2 separate regions of the Pan troglodytes genome follow, and region 1 is linked to region 2. Evidence: chromatin contacts called from public HiChIP or PLAC-seq data. All regions are on one chromosome and are shown on one strand. The core of a region is the stretch at or near the end of the contact, and the rest is flanking DNA. Distances in the headings are between cores, read along the strand shown.

Region 1 (6,051 bases), core at 3,381-5,880, 150 kb before region 2:
GTATAATAAAATATATAAAATAAGAATAGTTATTCTAGATCTAGATCATAGATATGATTATATATGAATATCATTAATCATTAGTTTGTAGCAATTACCCTTTATTCCAATATTATAATAATCCTCGCTCTACAATCATAACCTAGGAAAAACCAGGCCATACAGAGATAGGAGCTGAAGGGGCACGGTGAGAAGTGACTAGAAGACAAGAGTGCGAGCCTTCTGTCACACCCAGACAGGGCCACTAGAGGGCTCCTTGGTCTAGCGGTAACGCCGGCGTCTGGGAAGGCACCTGTTACTTAGCGGACCTTGGTCCAGCGGTAGCGTCAGTGCCTAGAAAAGGCACTCGTTACTTAGCGGACCAGGAAAGGGAGTCTCTCTTTCCCCGGGGGAGTTAGAGAGGACTCTGCTCCACCGTCTCTTGTGGAAGGCCTGACATGAGTCAGGCCTGCCCGCAGTTATCCGGAGGCCTAACCGGCTCCCTGTGATGCTGTGCTTCAGCGGTCACGCTCCTGTTTCACTTTCCTGTTTCACTCTGTACACCTGGCTCCGCCCTCTAGATAGCAGTAGCAGAATTAGTAAAAGTACTAAAAGTCTCTGAAATGCAGAAATAATGGCATAAGCTGTCTCCTCTCTCTCTCCACTGGGCTGCCAAACAGGGAGGGGCCCCCTGTCCGGTGGAAACATGACTCATGTGACCTTATCAATCATTAGAGATGACTCACACTCCTTACCCTGCCCCTTTTGCCTTGTATCCAATAAATATCAGCACAGCCAGGCATTCGGGGCCACTGCTGGTCTCCGCATCTTGGTGGTAGTGGTCCCCCGGGCCCAGTTGTCTTTTCTTCTATTTCTTTGTCTTGTGTCTTTATTTCTACGATCTCTCGTCTTCGCGCAAGGGGAGAAAGACCCACAGACCCTGTAGGGCTGGCCCCTACACTGAATGTCTGTTTATTTATATGCATAATAATCAACTCACATGTTCCAACTGAACAAACCAAATATTTCTATCCAATTTTCAATAAAAATATAAAAATCTACATATTTCATGTGTTTATGTTTGTTATGTCTCTCACAGCCTGCAACAAATTTAATTTAGCTATCCTCTGAACTACAAGCTTCCCTTTGTTATAATAAACACTTTTACTTTACTTAAGTATTGTTATTCCAGAGTTAATATAGTATGCATTCAAATTATTTCTTATTTAGTATTATTTTACCTAGTACCATTATATATTTAATTTTTTCTCGTGAAGCCAGGCACAGTGGTTTGTGCCTGTAGTCCCAGCTACTCGGGAGGCTGAAGTGAGAGGATCCCTTGATCCCAGGAGTTTAAGGTCACAGTGAGCTATGATGGCACCGCTGCATTCCAGTCTGGGTGCTAAAGCAATACCTCATTTCAAGAAACAAAATGGAATTTTTTCCTTATAAGAATCTTAAAGAAGCTATACATTATCTTTGCTAACTTTCTATAGGATTAACTAGAAGTTATTGAGACTTGATGTATAGTCTTTTTTTTATGAGCCAAAAAGCATCTCTCACTTTAATTACACCTGTATCAGGAGAATTCTGATCAATTACAGCAGTTGTAGTTTCTGAGAACTTGGATAAATACAAACATGAATTACATAAAATTTATATAAGTCCAGATATTCAAAAATGAGAAATAATGTAATATATGATCGAAGTAATATCAAGACAATATATAGGTAAATCACTCAACAATTACTGGGAATATGTATCAAGTCTTGTTTGGAAAATTCTACCTGGTACTTCTGAAATGAACAAGGCAATGGGAAATAAGAGTTTATCTTGTTTATTACTGAGTATCAATGAAAGCAATAAGGTGAACGGAAAAGTCCATGCAAACTCCATTTTCAGAATAACGAGGAGACAGATAGAATTCACAGATCCAAATGTTTCTCACCAGCTGACAAAACTGTGTTAAGTCAGGGTGGAGCACGGTGGAGGAACAGGGAGGAAGTGCAGAGTGAGAAAACATAAAGAAGTCAGGAAGTGCCAGAAGAGTAATTTCCTGTGAGTAAAGCCTCATACTCGGTGATTTATCTACAGAGTTTGAATACAAGAGCTCTGAGGTCTGGGCAGTTGGAGTGGAGGCTGAGCAAGAGATAAATGTGGTAGAGGCAGTGTGGATGGGAGATCCTTGAAGATAGAGAAATGCCCTAGTGTGACAGAGTACAGAAATACTACAGAAACTCACGTGTAGAAAGAACGTTCTGCATATAATCAGGCATGGAATGGTCCCATGCATTCCATGATAATTAATAAAAAGATATTGGCAGAGCATTGCTTAAAGGCACTGCAAGAAAATAGGTGAGAAGACCAGGAAGTTTTATTTATTTATTTTATTATTTGTTTTCGAGATGAAGAACAATCAAAGGAAAATGATGGTCGGAAATTAACAATCATTCTTGGGCGCGGGGAAAAAACTCCACCCACAATTCCTAAGTAAAAAGGGTTACACACATTCTCGGCATACTAAGTCTCTCTCAGGCCAAATGTGTTCATGTGAACACTATGAAGGCATTCCAGCTGAGGTCAGGAAAGTACCAAGTATGACCTTCCCTATTTAAGTTAAAATATTGGAAGCTTATTCCAAAATATTGGAATAAATTTGAAATACAGTGATTGAATGGAAGGACATTAAATTATAACTCATTAGACATGTTATTTTACTCTATAGACAAACACAACAAATCACCTGAAATAAGCTACAAAAGATAAACCAGTAAGTTAGAGAAATAATCTTTTTGTTTTGAGATGGAGTCTCCCTCTGTTGCTTAGGCCAGAGTGCAGTGGTGCAGTCTTGGCTCACTGCAACCTCTGCTTCCTGAGTTCTAGTGAGTCTCCTCCTCAGCCTCCCAAGTAGCTGGGATTACAGGCATGCGCCACCATGCCTGGCTAATTTTTTTTGTATTTTTAGTAGAGATGGGGTTTCACCATGTTGGACATGCTGGTCTTGAACTCCTGACCTCAGGTGATCTGCCTGCCTCAGGTTCCCAAGTGCTGGGATTATAGGCTTGAGCCATTGCGCCTGGCCAGAAGAATCTTAATGTACAAAAATGAATAGGTTTTTAATACAACAGACCATCCCAATTCCATGAAAGAAGAAAATACACCCATTAAAACAGAAACTATGGTGCCTAGAATTAAACTGCACAAAAAACTACATGACCCATATAATTTTTTTATGTTGAAATAATTTTAAACATGCAAAACTAGCAAAGATTCATATAAATCCTCAACCAGCCTATCCTGATGTTAGCTATATATATAATTGTATTATATGTATAATAGTTGTTATATATAAAACTGTATATATACATTTATTGTATTATATATAATCATATATATACATTTATTGTATTATATATAATATACAACTGTATATGTAATTGTAATATAATAATTATATACATACTAGTATATGTAATACAATTATCCAACCAGGAAATTGATGTCAGCATATCGTACCATTACCTAATGTGCAGACCTTATTTGAATTTTGTCAATATTTCTCTTAACGTCCTCTTTCTTCTCCAAGATCGAATCGAGGATCTCACATTGCACTCAGTTGTTATGTCCTTAGATTCCTCCAGGCTGTGACCGTTTCTTATTCTTCCCTCGTCTTTTGTGATTGTGACACTTTTGCTGAGCATGGCCAATTATTTTACAGAATGTTTATCAATTTGGATTTCTTTGATGTTTTCTCACGATTAGGCTGAGGTCACGCATGTTTGTCTTCTGTGTTCAGTCAACATGCCCCATCCTTTTTGAAATATTTCTTCATGTTCTGGCGTCACAATTTGTTCCAATGTTATCTTATATATTCCTGCCCCAGCCCTCGAAGTAACCATTTCTCCACAGATCCTTCAAAATAGTGTTTAGAAACCAAGGCCGGGCACAGTGGCTCACGCCTGTAATCCCAGCACTTTGGGAGGCCGAGGCGGGCTGATCTCGAGGTCAAGAGATGGAGACCATCCTGACCAACATGGTGAAACTCCGTCTTTACTAAAAATACAAAAAATTAGCCGAGCGTGGTGGCATGCGCCTGTAATTCCAGCTACTCGGGAGGCTGAGGCAAGAGAATCGCTTGAACCTGGGAGGCAGAGGTTGCAGTGAGCCGACATTGCTCCATTACACTCCAGCCTGGGTGACAGACGGAGACTTCATCTCAAAAAAAAAAAAAGTAATATTGATTAAAAATCAAATTGCATGAGAATGCATAGCAGGATACCAAGCAAATACAACTTTTAAATATTACAGAAAATGATATTTAAAATACAAACCAAATACATAAATCATGCAGGCGGATTAAGACGTTTCTGGATAGTGGTAACAGCTGAGAGTGGCTGGATGAATTCCAGAGAAATTTCATATATTGCTTCAATTTTATTTAAAATATACTATTACCTATGTCTTAGATATTTTATTTTAAATAATGAACAAGGATATTATAAACTCTGCAGAAGTAAGTGAAATCGTGTTTTTTTCCTGCCCACATTAAAGATGGCCCAGATGCTTGCACTGACCCCATTGACTGCCCACAGCCATCATGGCGACCGGAAGTCCTGGGAGCTTACTTCCCTCAGTTCTCAGAAAGCCCGCCTCCTCTGCGAGCGTTATTTCAAAAGAAGTTGAGAACCAGAGAAGCCGACCTAAGGGTATTCTCCCATTTGGCCCGTCCTCCCCTAAAGTCACCACCTGCTGCTTTTCTGGAGCGTTTACCAGGTGAGTTTCAGGAGCCCTAGCGTACAGGAAGGAGAAACGGAGGCTTGTTGGTAGGACACCGCCAGGCTGCTCTGTGTTCTGTTCCTCTTGGTCAGCAAGGAAGGAGTACGACAAAGTGAGAAGTTCATATGAGCGTGTCAGAAGGGGAAATAGGGCCCCTCCGTTGTTAAAAACAAAACCCTCTGGAAGCTCGGCATCCTGTCATAACTTAAATTTATGACTTCAGTGACTTGGCTTGGACAGTCTTAATAATCTCTCTCATACTCAATTTGTTTTAATTTCTGTAATAATTTTTATACCAATGTTTATGTTGTTAATACTAATAATTTTACACTGTAACTGTATAACTTTAATTATTAAAAGTGTTAACCTAACTAACAAACATATGAAAGCTTCCTAAGGGAAACAATTTTTTTTTTCTTTTTGAGATGGAGTCTCGCTCTGTGGCTAGGCTGGAGTACAGTGGCATGATCTTGGCTCACTGCAACCTCTGCCTCCCAGGTTCAAGCGATTCTCGTGCCTCAGTCTCCCAAGTAGCTGGGGCTACAGGCGTGCGCCACCACACCCAGCTAATTTTTTATTTTTTAGTAGAGACGGGGTTTCACCATGTTGGCCAGGATGGTCTCCGTCTCTTGACCTCGAGATCAGCCCGCCTCGGCCTCCCAAAGTGTTGGGATTACAGGCGTGAGCCACTGCGCCCAGCCGGAAACAATGTTTATTTGGGAATAGAGCATTGCAATTGGGACTAGACATGCCGTATTAAACTATGTGTATATTCAGGGAGATAAAGGAAGACAGAAATGGGGAGCATTGCATATTGTTTTAACAGAATTTTCCTTGGCTACAAAGATGAGTAACAAGGGTGACATTAGTCCTAGGTTGGACCAGCAGTTGCTGGGCAGCATTCCTTGCAGAAATATATATTTTTTTAAGGTTGTGAAGACCTTTATGCAGGGTTGTGGGTTTTGTAGAGTCTTTTTCATCTTCAGGCATGCAAGGATAAGAGCCCTCTCTTCATGGCCTTCCTGGCTCTATTTGTCAGGGTTATCTTAACATAAGTGACTCCATATTGTTCTGACAACTTTCAGATTTCCCCTTGTGATCAAGAAGTTTCTCTGAAAGCATTCTCCTGCCTCAGCCTCCCGAGTAGCTGGGACTACAGGTGCCCACCACCACACCCAGCTAATTGTTTTTGTGTTTTTAGTAGAGACGGGGTTTCACTATGTTGGCCAGGCTGGTCTCGAACCCCTGACTTGTGATCTGCCCACCTCGGCCTCCCAAAGTGCTGGGATTACAGGG
Region 2 (6,729 bases), core at 3,847-6,346:
CCTCTGGCAAGGGGGAAGGAGTGGACAGGAAGAAAGTTCTTGTCTGGTTCCTTGCACCCTCAGCCCCAGCCTCCTCCTTCATATCCCTTCTCTCTCCCCCACATCGTCTCCCACACGGCCCCAGAGGGATCTTCGTCCACCCACAACTGACCCTACTCACAGCCTTCTAGGGCTCCCAGATAAAGTCCCAACTCCTGTACTCAGCCCTGCCAGATCCAGGCCTTGATACCACTGCAGCCTCATGTCCTGCCTTTCCTTACACACTAACTTCTCCAGCCTGACCTCGGCCCATGGGCTGTCCCTGGGCTGTGGCACTGGAGAGGCTCTGCTTTGAGCAGCTCGAGAGAGTGAGGGAGCTAGACATGACGGCTCCAAGATATCGTTCCTGAACCGGCTCATCAACCACCTGCTCCCGCACTCCCCATTCAGAGACCATCTCATCATCTACCCAGTCCCAGGAGTGTACCCAGGGCCCTGTCCTCGCCCCCTCCATAGTCCTGTCTCTCCTGCTCCTTGGCTGTCTCTGATATTTGTAGAGCACTTGGGACAGTACCTGCACATAGTAAACCTAGTGTGTCTGTTAGCTCACATACTATACATACATAAACATATCAACAAAATTCTTCAAGGTTCTGCTTACTGGTTACCTCTTCCAGGAAGCCTTCCAGAACCACCCAGTAAGCTTTCAGGTGGAGCTGACCACTCCCTTTGTATCCTCCTCTCATCTCCCCCTCAATCTCACTCTCACTGCTATGGGTCACTATCTATAATTTTTTTTGTTGTTTTTTGGTCTTTGTCTACCCCATTAAGTTCTGAGCTGTTCAAGAGCCGAGATCAGTCTTGGATTCTAAATGTCCAGTGAAGGGCATGCACATAGTAGGTGCTCAATAAGCATTTGTTACATTGGAACTGGGTTCTGTTAATAGGTTTCAGATTAGGCCTGAGCTTCTTTGAGCTTCTTGCAAGCTCTAACGTTCTAGGTTTCTGGGTGATGTGTGTGTTTGATGCTGTTCCACTTTCAGATCTCCGAGTCTCTGTTTCTAGAATAAGTAGTGAGAAAGAAGTTGCAAGAATGTATTTCACAATACATGTTTAAATAACTACCGGTGAAAGAGCTGTTAGAGTGTGCTTACTCTGTGCTGGATGCCTTTCTGAATAATTTACCTATGAGATAGACACTATTATGTCTCCCATTTTCCACATGAGGAAACTGAGGCCACAGAAAGGTGGAGTCACTCGCTCAACAGCATCCACCAAGCATCAGCAGTGCAATGGCCCAGAGTCCATGCTCTCGAATCCTGTAACAGCTATCACTTAACCAGCCACCCCATGTTCCAGGCACCAGGGTTATGTGTTTTTCTCATGTATGATCTCACAGTATCCTCACAATGGCCCCATGAGGCGGGTATCGTGATAACCCCATTTCAAAGGATGAGAAAACTGAGGTTTGGAGATGTGAAGTCCATTGCCCAAAGTCACCCATCCAGGAAGTCGTGGAGCATGTCTCAGGCAGCCTGAAGGCAGAGCCTGTGTTCTTAAGCACTCTGTTCTTGTCTACAGCTCCCCAACCAAGGGTCTCAAACTCACACACCTACTGGGACCAGGCAGGCAAAACAAGCAAAAGACAGTGCTAGGGATGAGGCAGCAGAGAGTGGCAGGGTTTGGGGCAAACCTGGGCAGCAAAGCCCAATCCAAGAGGGGTGGCCGTCTGCCAATGGAAACATGGGCTCACCTCTTCCGGTGTTCCAGTGGAAGCTGGAAACCTAACTGTGTGGGGAACAACCCCTGTTTAAAACTGGGGTCAGACCAGGCACCGTGGCTCACACCTGTAATCCCAGCACTTTGGGAGGCCAAGGCAGGCGGATCACCTGAGGTCGGGAGTTCAAGACCAGCCTGCCCAACATGGTGAAACCCTAAAAATACAAAAATTAGCTGGGCATGGTGGCGCATGCCTGTAATCCCAGCTACTGGGGAGGCTAAGGCAGGAGAATTGCTTGAGCCCAGAAGGCTGAGGTTGCAGTGAGTGGAGATTGTGCCACTGCACTCCAGTGTGGATGACAGAGCAAGACTCCGTCTCAAATAAAATAAAATAAAATAAAATAAAAAAAGCAAAATAAAATTGGGGTCAATTTGGCTGGGTGTGGTGGCTCAGCCTGTAATCCCAGCATTCTGGGAGGCCGAGGTGGGCAGATCACCTCAGCCTCCTTGAGGTCAGGAGTTCGAGACCAGCCTGGCCAACATGGTGAAACCCCATCTCTACTACAAATACAAAAATTAGGTGGGCATAGTGGCACACACCTGTAGTCCCAGCTACTTGGGAGGCTGAGGTGGGGGAATCTCTTGAACCCAGGAGTTGGAGGTTGCAGGGAGCCAAGATCGCACTACTGCTCTCCAGCCTGGGCAACAGAGTAAGACCCCGTCTCAAAAAAATAAAGAATAAATAAAATACAATTGGGGTCCATTAAAATACCCCTGGCCACCTGGGTGTGATTCTGGCTCTCCTGGATTTCTCACCTGCCACTCTTTGCACAGTTGTAGGGAACTACCTGTGAGCTTGTTCTTTTAACGTCAATCTTCCTGTCCAGTCAGAAAGTACCAGAAGGGCAGGGATTTTTGTCTCTTGCCCAACTCCATCGCTCCAACTAGAATATCCCCAGCCCACAGCATGGGACCTGGCCCCTTATTCACTGACTAGATGGATCCTTTTCCTTATCCTGCGGCTTCTCTGCAGTTCAGTCTCCCAGTCTCTGTCTCCCAGTCTTTGTCACATGTACAAAACCTGGCTCTTCTGTTTCCCTGGCTGTCTCTGGTGTCTCTGCCTCCATGTCTCCATGTTTCTGGAATTTTCCGTGACTTTTTTTCTCCTCTTGGGGTGTGTGTGTTTTACGCTCTGCCTCTCGAAGTCTCTATTACATTCTGTAAGTCAGGCCGGGCACAGTGGCTCATGGCTGTAATCCCAGCACTTTGGGAGGCAAGACGGGCAGATCACCTGAGGTCATGAGTTTGAGACCAGCCTGGCCAACATGGTGAAACCCCATCTCTACAAAAATCCAAAAATTGGCCAGGCGTGGTGGCACGTGCCTGTAATCCCAGCTACTCAGGAGGTTGAGGCAGGAGAAACGACGCTTGAACTCGGGAGGTGGAGGTTGCAGTGAGCCGAGATTGTGCCATTGCACTCCAGCCTGAGTGACAGAGCAAGACTCTGTCTCAAAAAAACAAAACAAAGCAAAACGAAACAAAACCAAAAACAAAAAACCACACAAAAATTAGCCGGGCATGATGGCAGGTGCCTGTAGTCCTAGCTACTCGGGAGGCTGAGGCGGGAGAATCACTTGAACCTAGGAGGTGGAGGCTGCAGATGGCACCATTGCACTCAAGCCTGGGCGACAGAGGAGACTCCATCTCGAAAAAAAAAAAGTCTGTAAGTCGGGCCCCCACCATCTCTTGCTCCGTGAGTATCTTTGTCTCTCTAGCTCCTCTTCTGTCTCTCAGTACATGTCCCTCCTTGACTCCCGCCTCTCTGCAAGGTGTATTTGGCTGTCTCAGTTGGCCTCTCCCCCTCTGCATCTCTGGGTGGGGTGTTCTCTGCCCGTCTCCCACCCACACCCACCGCCGGTGCTCCCCTTCCCCCCAGCAGGACAGCGGCTCAGGTTCACGCACCCCACGGCGGGCCGGCTGGGCGCACGCACGTCCTTGCACACAAGCCGCACGTAGCTGTACTTGAGCACGTCGATGAGCGTGTAGAGCGGGGGCGCACTGGCCCAGCGGCAGCGCGCCAGGTGCATGGAGCTCTTGACGAAGAAGAGCGCCAGCCGCTGCTGGCACCACGCGTCGAAGAAGCGGCTGAACTCGGCCCACGAGAAGAAGGCCCGCTCCCGCAGCTCCTGCTCCTCCTGCCCCGCAGCCGTGCCGGGTGGGGGCTCCGGCCGCTCCATCCTGGGGGCCTGCGTGGAGGAGAGGAGAACAGGTGGATATCAGACCCATTCCCACCCGGGGTATCTCATCTACTCCATTCTTGGCCTGCCCCGTCGGTTGCTGGTGCCTCTATCGAGGTGGGTAGCCCGGGGTCGGACGTGCCTGTTTTTCTCCAAATATATAAATATCAACCTCCATCCTATCTTTGGCCTCCTCCCACCGCCTTATCCCTGGTTCACTTGGAGCCTGTCATCTTGATTCCTAATTCCAGCTCGTCTCCTCCTCCGCAGATGTGACCCTTAGGTACAGTTGGAATCTCTCCTCCCAAAATACGACCCTTAAGCTCAGATGTCCCTTAAGGACATCTCCTCAAATGTGTTCTCAAATTCCAGCTAAAACCTCCTCCCCTTCCAGCTGTGTCTCTCACCCAAGAGTAACTTCTAAGGCTCGTATTCATCTGGAACTCCTCCTTCCATGTGCCAGCAGTTGGCTGTAACCCCTCCAAAGACGCCCCATCTCCAGATGTGCTCCCACATCCAGGCCACGGACCCCTCACCCGGTCACATGCTTCATGCACCTGTGGCTCCGCACTCCCCAGATGTGTCTCTGGCGTGCAGCTGTTGCCCCTTCCCCCGATTATGACCCTATGGCTCGCCACATGCAGCTGTAGCTGGGGCTTCCCTGAGACACTCTCATCTCCAGATGTACTCCCCACATGCAGTTATCCACGCTTCGCCTACAGGTGTGTGCCCCACTTGTGGCTAGTTCTCCTCGGAAGTGTCACCAGTATTCACCTGTGGTCCCCTCCTCCTCAGATGCGGCCCCCAGTCCAGCTGTGGGCCCCTCCTCCCAGTTACATCCACCATCCCCCGCAATATGCATCTTCGTTCTAGACATGGCCCCTCGTCCTCGGATGGGCTCCTTCACCCCAGATGCTCCCCCCACGTCCAGCTGCGCGTCTCCCCTCGAGCAGCCCCATCCAGCCCGCTCCCGACCCTCCTACTCCCCCCCGCCCCGCCCGCTGCGGCACCTTCCAGCCCCGCCGTCCCACCTAGCTGTGCCTCTCCCCTCCCCAAGATGTGCACCCTTCCCGCCCCTCCCCACTCACCTACCCGCCCCGGAGCGGCGTCCACCTCCCACAATGCCCCGCGCCCAGGCCAGGCCCGGCCCTTGCTCCCGGGATGCCCCGCGCGGACTCCCGCCTCTCTTCCCGCCGTGCCTCGCGCGGGCGCTTCCACCGATTCCTCCTCTTTCCCTGCCAGTCACTCCTCAGACCCTCAGCCACACCCGCTCATCCAGGGCGAGGGAAAGCGCGGGCATTTTCCCAGTGTGCTCTGCGGGAGGGCTCGCCCCACTTCACCCCTTTTCCCGCCCTCCTCCCATTCGGGAGACTACGACTCCCAGGGTCCTCCGCGCGACGGCGGCGGTGCGGACGGTGCCCAGGTCCCGCCCCTAGGCTCTGCCCCGCCCCCGCCCGCAGACGTCTGCGCGCGAATGCCGTGGCGCGAACTTGGGACTGCAGAGGCGCGCCTGGCGGATCTGAGTGTGTTACCCGGGCAGCGGCGCGCGGGACCAACGCGAGGCAAGTGGGGCCGTCCGCAAGCAGATGGGAGGCGGAGGGCGGCGGGTGCGCCGAATGCTTGGGGCCTATGCTTCGCCATGTCGGGGCGTCTGCAGAGGAATGGGCGTGGGGACGCTGAGGCTGCCGAGAGCGCGGTGGAGACGGAAGAGCGCGGGCTGCGGGCCGCCGGAGAGTGCAGAGAGGTGTCTCCCAGAGGGAGGGGGGCCAGGTAGAGGGTAGACGAGAGACAGAGACAGTTGGACAGGGCCTCTGAGAAGAGGCCTTGAGGGGCGAGTTCACCTGGAAGGGGGAGGGGCCAAATGGAGCTGAGGGGCGGGGCCGGGGGAAAAACTGTGTGGGCGGGGCCAGCTGGAAATCGGAAGGCCCCCCCCCAAGGGGCGGGGCTATCTGGGAGGGGGAGGGGCTGAAGGGAGCTAAGGGGCGGGGCCGGGGAAAAGATTGCGTGTGAGCGGTGCCACCTGGAAGGGGGAGGTGCCGAGGGCGGGGCTGGCTGGGAACCGGAAGTGCTGGGGGGCGGGGGCCACCTGGAAGTGCTGAGGGGGCGGGGGCCACCTGGAAGTGCTGAGGGGGCGGGGCTAGAAGAAGGTAAATCGCGGGCAGCAGCATCACCTGGAAGGAGTGGGCCCTACTGGAGGGAGATGGGTGGTGTCAGGGAGAGGTCAGTGGTAAGGTCCAGGTCTAGGTAAAGGGCTTGTAAAAGATGGAGAATCATCTGAATGGGGAGACGTCTGGCCTAATGTATGCTTGATAAAGGGATGGAGCTTACCTCTTGTTTTTACTTTTTATTTTGAAATAATTATAGATTCAAGGAAGTTGTGAAAAGAGTATATCCATCTTCCCCTAATGGTGACATCTTATGTAGTCCCAATATCGAAACCAGGAAATTGACATCAGTACAGTTCTGTTAACTAGATTACAGAGCTTGTTCAGTTTTCACCAGTTTGTGTGGTGTGAGTGTGATTGTGCATCTGTGTGCCCGTGCAGCTTGATTCCTTGTATAGATTTGTGTAACCCCCATCGTAATTGTGATATAGAACAGTTCCCTCTCCACATAAGAACTCCTCCCCAGGCCCCTGGCAACCGCTAATGTGTTCACCATCTCTAGTTTTGTCATTCGGAGGTTGTTATGTAAATGGAATCATATATTATTAGGATGTTACCTTTTTTCTACTCTGCACAATGCCCTGGAGGTCCACCCAAGTTGTTGCTTGTATCAGTGCTTCGTTTCTTTT

What was found. HiChIP or PLAC-seq counts read pairs in DNA pulled down with a chosen protein or histone mark.
Region 1: an H3K4me3 HiChIP or PLAC-seq map of stem cell-derived excitatory neurons shows a contact between it and region 2, with 7 times the contacts expected there. The contact joins the promoter of CARD8 here to the promoter of ZSWIM9 in region 2. A contact is called at or near these places in 1 of 7 Hi-C or Micro-C datasets (stem cell-derived neural progenitor cells) and 1 of 1 datasets of contacts at active chromatin or transcription factors (stem cell-derived excitatory neurons).

Annotation. Positions count from the first base shown.
Region 1 is chr20:51,197,252-51,203,302 of NHGRI_mPanTro3-v2.0_pri, reverse strand. It overlaps CARD8 (caspase recruitment domain family member 8), which reads left to right and starts at 4,630. Exons shown (of 14, transcript XR_010153915.1): 1 at 4,630-4,752. It overlaps LOC134809117 (a long non-coding RNA gene), which reads right to left and starts at 4,869. Exons shown (of 2, transcript XR_010153918.1): 1 at 4,750-4,869; 2 at 2,353-4,194.
Region 2 is chr20:51,051,460-51,058,188 of NHGRI_mPanTro3-v2.0_pri, reverse strand. ZSWIM9 (zinc finger SWIM-type containing 9) reads right to left here and starts at 5,096. Exons shown (of 4, transcript XM_016936382.3): 1 at 5,024-5,096; 2 at 3,661-3,944. The coding sequence starts at 3,935. It overlaps LIG1 (DNA ligase 1), which reads left to right and starts at 5,081. Exons shown (of 27, transcript XM_024351498.3): 1 at 5,081-5,497.